Regions from separate parts of the Macaca mulatta genome. Here region 2 is linked to region 1. The links are chromatin contacts, called in public Hi-C maps. All regions are on one chromosome and are shown on one strand. The core of a region is the stretch at or near the end of the contact, and the rest is flanking DNA. Distances in the headings are between cores, read along the strand shown. Region 1 holds the start of RRM2 (ribonucleotide reductase regulatory subunit M2). Region 2 holds the start of KLF11 (KLF transcription factor 11).

Evidence for each region. Hi-C and Micro-C count contacts between places; a contact is called where the count stands out from the background.
Region 2: a Hi-C map of CD4 T cells shows a contact between it and region 1, with 2.0 times the contacts expected there. The contact joins the promoter of KLF11 here to the promoter of RRM2 in region 1. A contact is called at or near these places in 2 of 14 Hi-C or Micro-C datasets (CD4 T cells and fetal cortex germinal zone).

Annotation. Positions count from the first base shown.
Region 1 is chr13:114,700,466-114,705,092 of T2T-MMU8v2.0, forward strand. It overlaps RRM2 (ribonucleotide reductase regulatory subunit M2), which reads right to left and starts at 3,281. Exons shown (of 14, transcript XR_013403056.1): 1 at 1,876-3,281; 2 at 1,717-1,791; 3 at 1,245-1,388; 4 at 918-1,034; 5 at 1-48.
Region 2 is chr13:114,766,781-114,771,024 of T2T-MMU8v2.0, forward strand. KLF11 (KLF transcription factor 11) reads right to left here and starts at 1,739. Exons shown (of 4, transcript XM_015111689.3): 1 at 1,237-1,739. It overlaps LOC144333914 (a long non-coding RNA gene), which reads left to right and starts at 3,922. Exons shown (of 2, transcript XR_013403057.1): 1 at 3,922-4,244.

The sequences.
Region 1 (4,627 bases), core at 2,031-4,530:
GAAACAGCGGGCTTCTGTAATCTGAACTTCTTGGCTAAATCGCTCCACCTAGTGGCAAAACACATCAAAGTTAAGCTTGAGAAAAAACTAACAGCAGCAACGCTCAACAGATACTGGTAGCATCGCACTCTTTGTACCATTATAAGGTTTATTTCTATATATATTTCATCCAATTCGTCACAGTTCTGTGATATTTTATATCATATACTCAACCTACAGATCAGGAAATAGATACATATAAAATAAGATTTCTGTGAGCACTCAATGATTTCCTGATTTATCAAGAAAGATCCATTCCCAATAAGAGATACAACCAAATTATGATTAAAACAGCAAAGCCCCAAAAAGGAGGGAGCAGAGCCAGGCGTGGTGGCTCACGCCTGTAATCCCAGCACTTTGGGAGGCCAAGGTGGGCAGATCACCTGAGGTCATCAGTTCGAGACCAGCCTGGCCAACGTGGTGAAACCCTGTCTCTACTAAAAATACAGAAATTAGCCGGCAGGTGGCGCAGGTCTGTAATCCCAGCTACTCATGAGGCTGAGGGAGGAGAATTGCTTGAACCTAGGAGGCAGAGGTTGCAGCGAGCCAAGATCGCACCACTGCACTCCAGCCTGGGCCAGAGTGAGACTGTCTCAAAAAAAAAAAAAAAAAAAGGAGGGAGCAAATTGGTGGCCACAAGGAGTCCTCCTATTGCTACCACTTAATATTGTCTCAGCTTCTCTAGAGTCAGGAAAATACCATAAGAAAGAACTGCAAAGTGTTACAAAACAGGAACTGCCATGTAATATAAAACCCAGCTTACAGACACAGAGACACTCAGCATGGAAAAATGGAAAAACGTACAAGACAAGGAGAGCGAACTAGTTCGACCTCAGATCGTCAATGTCAAATGAACGAAAGATATTTGAGAAACTCACCAAGTTTTCATTTACTATGCCATCACTTGCTGCAAAGAAAGCCAGAACATGGGATATAAAATATCTCTCCTCGGGCTTCAGGGATTCCCAGTGCTGAATGTCCTTGGACAGGTCCACCTGAGGTTCGGAGTCACAATTTTAGCATAAAAGGAAGACAGCGAAGCTTGCAGGACTCACACCGAGCTCTCTGAAACTTTAAGTGTGCTGGCACCACTAACTAACTATGCCCCACAGTTAGCCCCCCTTGCCAACGGGAACCTCCAAGTGCATTTATGTCTGAGGTGTCACGGTCCCCCCTGCAGGGGTCTTCGGGGGTCCTCCGATTACCTCCTCGGCAGTCCAGAAGGAAGCCTCCGCCTTCTTATACATCTGCCAGATATCATGGTACTCGATGGGGAAGATGACAAAGCGGCGGGGGTTTTCTCTCAGCAGCGGTTCATCCTCCACGCCGGGGGCAGCTGCTTTAGTTTTCTGTTGGGGAAGAAAATAAAACATTCAAGTACGGGGCGAACCATATGAAACTAATGTTTTTCTCACCAAGTCCGTTCCATGGGCGGCAATTTCATGGGACCCGATGTGAAAACGTGGCTGTCCCGTCGCACTCCGTGGGTCGCAGCAGAGGAGCGCACGCCCAAACCGGGAAATGGGCCGAGGGGCACGGGAGGTCGCCCTGGGGAGGGGCCGCGTAGGCGGGAAAGGAACCGGCGCGGGAGTGTGAACAGCTGAGGAGACAATGCGGTTTTGGCGCCAAGACGCCCAAGGCCGCCCCTGGCCCCTCTGCCCCACGCCCGTCACTCACCGGCTCCACGGGCTCCTGGAAGATCCTCCTCGCGGTCTTGCTGGCCAGGACGCGGGCCCCGCTCAGGGCTGGCGGCTGCAGGGAGACGTGTGTGAGTCGGAGGCGGCTTCGCTTCCCTGCCTCCCTCCCCGGTCCGCAGCACCCTCCCCGCGCGCTCACCGTGTTCTCCTTGTCTACCAGGCTTAGCCCCTTCAGCGGCGAGAGCTGCAGCTGCTGCGGGTTCGTGATGGGCGCGAGCGGGATGCGGACGGAGAGCATAGTGGCGGCGCAGCGAAGTACAGCGACAGGCCAGAACAGGATGGCTGGGACGCGAAGCACGGGCGACCCCTCGGTCCAGCAGCCTTTAAATCTCCCGTGCCGGCCCTTCCCATTCGCTTTGGCGCCCCGGCCCTTCCCATTGGCTGTGCCGTGCCCCCGACCCTTCCATTGGCTGCACCTTGACCCCACCCAGGCTGGCCGCGGGACAGCGCGCGATTTTCAAGCGCAGCGCGGGAGCCTCCGCCGGCGCCTTCCGGGGACCACCGGGGACACCCCCGTGGACGCCCCCCGGGACCTCCCGGTTCCCCCCGCTCCGTCCGCTGGCTGGGTCGGGGGCGCCGCCGCCCGGGCCTCCACAGGTCCCACGGGACCAGGACCGCAGTCCCTGAGAGTCTCGGCGGCGTTGGCGCGCGCGGGCCCCGGTTCGCCCGGGAACCGTTTGGGATTGCGTGAGGCGCAGCGATTGGAGCCCGCGGGCGCGCTTCCCAAAAGCGCCTCCTCCCAGCCGCGCCGCCGCAGGGCAGGAGACTTTGCCAACGAGGTTGGTGCAAAGGCCTGGAAGACGCTCCTGGGTCGGGGGAGGCGTTGCTGCGACCCTTTCGATCTGTGTCCCTGGGGTGGGAGTGCAAGGGCCCCGAGCCCTGACATTTGGGCGGGGTGGTCGGCGAGGACCCTACAGCCTAAAAGTTAGGGCTGCTGAGCCCCGCGGCTCGTTTTGTTGTGACTGGGACATGCGACCAGGCTTCTTACAGATTCGGCGTCCCCCTGAGTAAAATGGGACTCGTCACCGCGTGGGGTGTTAATGTGGTGAGGAGAGCATTCGTTGAGATGACTCATGTAAAATGTGCAGTCCTTCGTAAACCTTCAAACTCCAGGACACGGAGAGAAGGCCCTTGGTGCAATTTTCCACAGAAATCCTGTCTCCTGTCAGACCCCTGTCCCCTATTGTCACCCTTGCTTTAAGAATTGCAAACTGTGGCTGGGCGCGGTGGCTCACGCCTGTAGTCCCAGCACTTTGGGAGGCCGAGGCAGGAGGATTGTTTGAGGCCAAGAGCTGGAGACCAGCCTTGGCAACATAGTGAGACCCCGCCCCCATTAAAAAAAGAAAAAAAAAACTTGTTTTAATTGCAAACTGAGCAAAAATTCCTGGGAGAAAGTTCACAGAATGATTTTAGAACTAGGATTTAATGTACTACTCATTGGGCATCAAATATGCTGAAGAGGAGTTTGAAAACACTGAGGTAGAGCCTGGAACTTAGCAACAGCTTTCATTTAATTGTCTATGTGGCTTTCCGATTTGCCAGGCCCTGCAACGGCAAAATGCCAAAAATAAAGGAAGAGAAAGAAACTTTAAGATCCAAGAAGAAATCATTAACCTGAGAAAGCTTCAACAGCTGCACTCAGGGCTGTTATTGAGAGACTCGGGACTTTTTACAAAGCCTTTTCTAGATACTTTATAGAGGGTGGGGTTGGACAGATACCCTCCCCATCTAGGTCTGTTTCTCTCATTTCTTAAAAGTACTACGGACTTGTATTCAAAGTATTCTCGTGTTGCAGGGATAAGTGACCATCACATTCCTTACACAAAGCCACAACCAAAACTTTGGTGTAGCATGATTTGTTTAAAGCAACTTGCCATCCATTGCCAGTTTCACCCCCAAACACACTAAAGCATCCATCTCCAGGAAATTGGTATTTTTATTGATTACTTTATGGCTGATAAAGCTATTATCTAACAAAATTATAATTTCTTGGTGTAATACTCAACTCAGATTTCAATGTCCCATAATCAACGTCTAAAGCCCTGGTTTTGGTTGCCCTACGGCGCCACGTGCTTTTTTGCTCCTGTTAAACTCACTGTTAACTGAAATAGCCAGAGGTGGCTTCACTTACAGTTTAGTTCCTGGCCACGTAATTAACAGCCATTGTAGAAGGCGCGGAAAGATGCGTACGTGTTAGAGGCCAGGTGAAGTCGCCATCCTCCCCTCCCGCGCTGAACCTGAGTCATCTCGGCGTGGCCCTCCTCCCTCCAGGTCCGGCATCTTTGCCCCGCTGCGGAGGTGGCGGCGCCCACGGCCACGCGGCAATGCGGAAGGTTCCGCCTCTGGGGGGTCGGGCAAAGCAGCCACTCCCGGGAGGGCGCCCGCCGCCGCCGCCGCAGGCGCCGGGCTGCTGCTAGCGCCGGGATTTACTCCTTTTTCCGTCGGTGCTCGTTTTTTTGGTTTTATTTAAGTGAACAGACAAGGGTCTCGCTTGTTTGCCCAGGCTGATCTCAAACTCCTGGCCTCAAGCGATCCTCCCTCCGCCTCCCTAAGCCCCGGGATTCCTGGCGGGAGCCACTTGAGCGCGCGTTTTGACATCTGCATCTACACCATTGGTCTGCACGGGAGGCCCCGCCCCGTTCCCCGGAAGGCTCCTCTGCATTCCCAGCCTCAGGTGCCCCGCCCCGTTTCCGCTGCGCGCTCTCCCGCTCATACGCCCCCAGCCCGGACAGGTTTGCAGGTCCCTGGCCAAGGTTAGCGCGACTTCCAAAAGGCTGTTCCTACCTGTCCACCATTAGGGTGGAAAAACCGCGGCCCGGGGAGCTCAGCACTCACTGTGTACCAGACGCCGTGCCGAAGGTGGTCATAATAATAATTACGGCTGCAGCACC
Region 2 (4,244 bases), core at 489-2,988, 65 kb after region 1:
TCCACGGATACCTCCCCGAAGTCCCCGGGTCGCGACGCTTAGGGCCCCCAACGCTCGCGTGCCGCGTTCCCGCCTCCAGGCGTTGCCCCGCCCCCCGGGTCGTGCCGCGCTTCCGCCTCCCGTCGTTGCCCGGGCCCCCGGACCTTGCCCCGCCCCGAGGGCCGAGCGGCACTCCCGCCAGCCGCTATTGCCCCGCCCCCAGGACCGTGTCGCGTCCCCGCCAGCAACTCTTGCCCCGCCCCCACGGCCGCGTGCCGCGTTCCCGCCAGCCGCTCCCCCACCCAACGGCCGTTCGGCTCACAGGACCAGGGTGACGTCATGGCTGGAAATAGCCGCGGGGCCAGCGGGGCGGGGCCGCCCAGGAAGCGCAAGACAAAGCTGCGCGGGGCACACGCCCCCTCCTCGCCCCAGCCGACCCGGGCGCGCCCCGCGCGGCCGCCGCCCCGCCCGGCTCCAAAGCCCGCCCAGGCCCCCACCGGCGCGGCCGCAGCGAGGACCCGCAGGCCCCACCTCCCGCTTTCACAGGCCCGCGGGTCCCGCACCGCGTCCCCCGCCTCGCCCCTCGCTCAGACGAGTAGTCCAGCCGCGGCAGCCCCACTACTCACTGCGCGCGCGTCGTCTGGGCCCGCGGAGTCCGGCGTGTGCATCGTGCCGGGCAGCCGGGAGCAACAAAGCGGCCGCGGGGCGTAAGGTCGGCGCAGCAGCGGCCGCACGTGCGCGGTGGGCGACGGTGGCGGCTACCCGGAGCTTCTGCGGCCGGCACGCGCCTCGCCCGCCCGCGCGGCTCTGCCCCGGCGCGGCCCTCGCGGCGCGGGAGGGGCGGGGCGGCTGCGGAGGGAGCGGCCGGCGGGGCGGGGCGCGGAGGCGAACCAAAATACACCGCGCCCCCCGTCGGGGCGGGGCCTGCCGCCGCCAGCCAATTCGCACCGGGCCCGTGACCGGCCGGCCAATGAGCGCCGCGGGGGGCCGCGTGATCGGAGCCTGGCCGCGGCGTGATCGGGCAGGGCGGGACGCGGCACGTGTTTTGGTCGGAGAGAGGGGCGGGGCCTGAGGCCCTGGAAAGTAAGGGAAAGGTCGCGGGGGCGCGCGGGGCGGAGAAGGCGGCGCGGCGGCGGCGGCGGCGGCGCCTGGGGAAATCCCAGGGCGGGGTTCGGACTCGGTGCGGGGAGGGGGGACCGCGCTTATAGGAACCTCCTCTAGCCCCACCGGCTGAATCAGTCGGTAGCGGAGACCCACCTAGAGGCTTCAACCCGGCTTTCGTTGTTTTTATTTCTGTCACTCTCCCTTCGTTTCTTTGGAGTGAGCCCATGACCTGAGAGGTCGGAAAGCTGGCTGGTTCTAGGCGACATTCTTGCATCCGGTCATTTTTGCAGACACCCGGAGTCAGAGCTTCTCGGCCTGAGTGTCCGCTGATGCCCCTCCTCTGGCGTCTCTGGGCCTCTTCCGCTCTGTTACGGGGTCAGGGGAAGCCGAGACGGGCAGTCACCCAAAAGACGCCCGCTGAAACCCGCTCATTCTTCCCAGGCCCCGAGAAAACGCCGCCCACTCCGGGCAGTCCTCGAGCCTGCAGGAGAGATCTAGCCTGGTGTCCAGGGCACCTTTTTTTTTCTCCCTATATTTCGGTTGCTGGCGTCTCTTGGTGTGGTTTGCCCACGTTTGCAGCGCCAGGTTCATGGAGAGCAGGAACTATGCTGTTTATTTGCGTCGCCGCAGCCTTCAGCTCAGGGAGGAGTCACCCCTCCGTCTGTCCACTGCGCGCGCATTTGCTGAGCCGCGATGCGTGTTGGCGCTTAGTACAAAGGGCAGAGGCCGCAGTGAGGAATCGTCCTTAAAAGCTCACATCCAGGGAGTGGGAGCAGAGAGAGAATCCCAGCACCCGGGGGCTTTGCTCTGAGCCAGAGAAGCCTGGGCTCAAGGGAACAGGCCGGGTCCCACCACTCACCTGAGCAGGGCTCTGGTCCCCACTTGTTCCTGCGGGGCCCACTCTGGTTGAGCAGAGGGGTTGAGCAGGCTGAGGAGAAGGTGTTTGCTGAAACAGTAAGAGGGTTTAAGTGAACCGTGATAAACCGCTCTCATGAAGACCCCGGAGGCTCTGACAGGGGTGCAGGGTGTTGTGTATGTGAAAAGTTAAGTCTTAGATACAGACTGGAATATTCTCTTTTGCCTGGCCTCCTGCTTTCGCCTTACAACTGGTCTCCCTGCGTCCGTCCGCTCCAGCTCCCACAGCCCCTTGCCACTCAGCACCCCCGGGGGTCTTTAACCTTCTCAGTGGCTCCCACTGTACTCAGCGTAATGCTTCTGCTCCCCACTGTGGCTTGTGAGCTCCTGCAGGGACCCAGCCCCTCCGTCTCCAGCCCCACGACTCTCCCCACTCCCCCGAGGGACAGCCCGGGCCTCCTCCTGGACACCTGTCTCACCAGCCCCTCTGCCGTCTCCAGGTCCTTGCACCTGCTGTTCCCTAGAATGCTTTTCCCCCTTATGTCCCCTTTGCTCTTACCCGCAGTCCACCTAGAGAGGCCTCCTCTAGCGAACGCACCCTTGGGGAGACCTCCAGTCCCCTTCTCCCGGGCCTTCTTGTTTTCTTCCTTCACAACACTTTCCATGAACTGTCCCTTTTCCATTACTTCAGTTATTTGCTTATCATCTGTCTCCCCATCAGAAGGACTCTCCCAAGGCCAGGGAGCCTGGCTGTGTAATTCATCCACGTAGGTGAATGAGCGAATCTAAGGTATCTAGCAGCTTCCCTGCTTGAACATCTTGTGGGCACCTCTAATTGTGTCCTTAAAACTGAACTCAGGGCCGGGCGCGGTGGCTCACGCCTGTAATCCCAGCACTTTGGGAGGCCAAGGTGGGCGGATCACCTGAGGTCAGGAGTTCAAGACCAGCCGGGCCAACATGATGAAACCCCGTGTCTTCTAAAAATATAAAAATTAGCCGGGCGTGGTAGCGGGCGCCTGTAATCCCAGCTACTCGGAGACTAAGGCAGGAGAATCACTTGAACCCAGGAGGCAAAGATTGCACTGAGCTGAGATCGCACCACTGCACTCCAGCCTGGGTGACAGAGACTCAGTCTGAACAAACAAACAAACAAAAAACTGAACTCAGATTCCACCCAAATCTGGATTTCTCACCTCTCTGAAGGGGACAACTGGAGACCCTATTCCTTGATCTAGAAACCTGAGCATCACCTTTACCTCCTCCCTTTCCCACAGTTGCTTTCTTCTGCCAATTATGCCATGCCCTTCTTCCTTCTCAGTTCCTCTCAAACTCTTATGTCACCCATGCCAGCCCTTGTCCTGGCCACCACCTGCTCGTCTGAATTGTTGCCACTGCCTCCCAATAGGTCTCCCTCCCTCCAGCCAGACGCCCTACAATCTGCCATCACCTTACTGCCAGAATGCTCTTCTGGAAGTAGAGATGGAGCTGAACCTGTATTCAAGCCTCAGTTGGAATCCAAACAGTTATAGGACTGACTTCAGGCTCCGTGGCCGGGAACCCATGAGTCTTTGTAACCAGGCTCCAGCCAGCACTTCCTGCATCATTTCTGACCAGTTTCCCAAATTGCTTTCCCTGCTACCTTCCTGCCCCCAGTGACCCAATACAGAACCCTGTACTCCCAAGGTTATGCCACTCTCCTGTTTCTAGGCAGCATTCCTTCTGCGTGGAACACGCCAACCCTTGTCTGCTTTGACCCTGCAAGACTGCATGAGATGGCCAGGCATGGTGGCTCACACCTGTAATCCCAGCACTTTGGGAGGCCGAGGTGGACAGATCACCTGAGGTCAGGAGTTTGAGGCCAGCCTGGCCAGCATGGTGAAACCCCGTCTCTACTGAAAATACAAAAAATTAGCCAGGCGTGGTGGCAGGCACCTGTAATCCCAGCTACTCGGGAGGCTGAGGCAGGAGAATCGCTTGAACCCAGGAGGCAGAGGTTGCAGTGAGCCAAGGTCATGCCGTTGCACTCCAGCCTGGGCTACAAGAGTGAAACTCTGTTTAAAAAAAAAAAAGAAAAGAAAAACAAAAGAAAAAGACTGCATATGACTGCCCGGCAAAGGCCTCCCTGATACCCCCAAATAGCTGATGCTTCAGCAGAAGGCAGTGTGCCTGGGCTTTGGAGTCAGACCTGGATACAAATCCTTGTTTTGCTGGTGTGACCTTGCCAAGTCTTCTTTCCTGCAGGACAGAAGGCGGCAGCAGCTCTCCCTGACTTGGCACTCTGGCTTCTCTTGTCCCAGGCTCTGTTT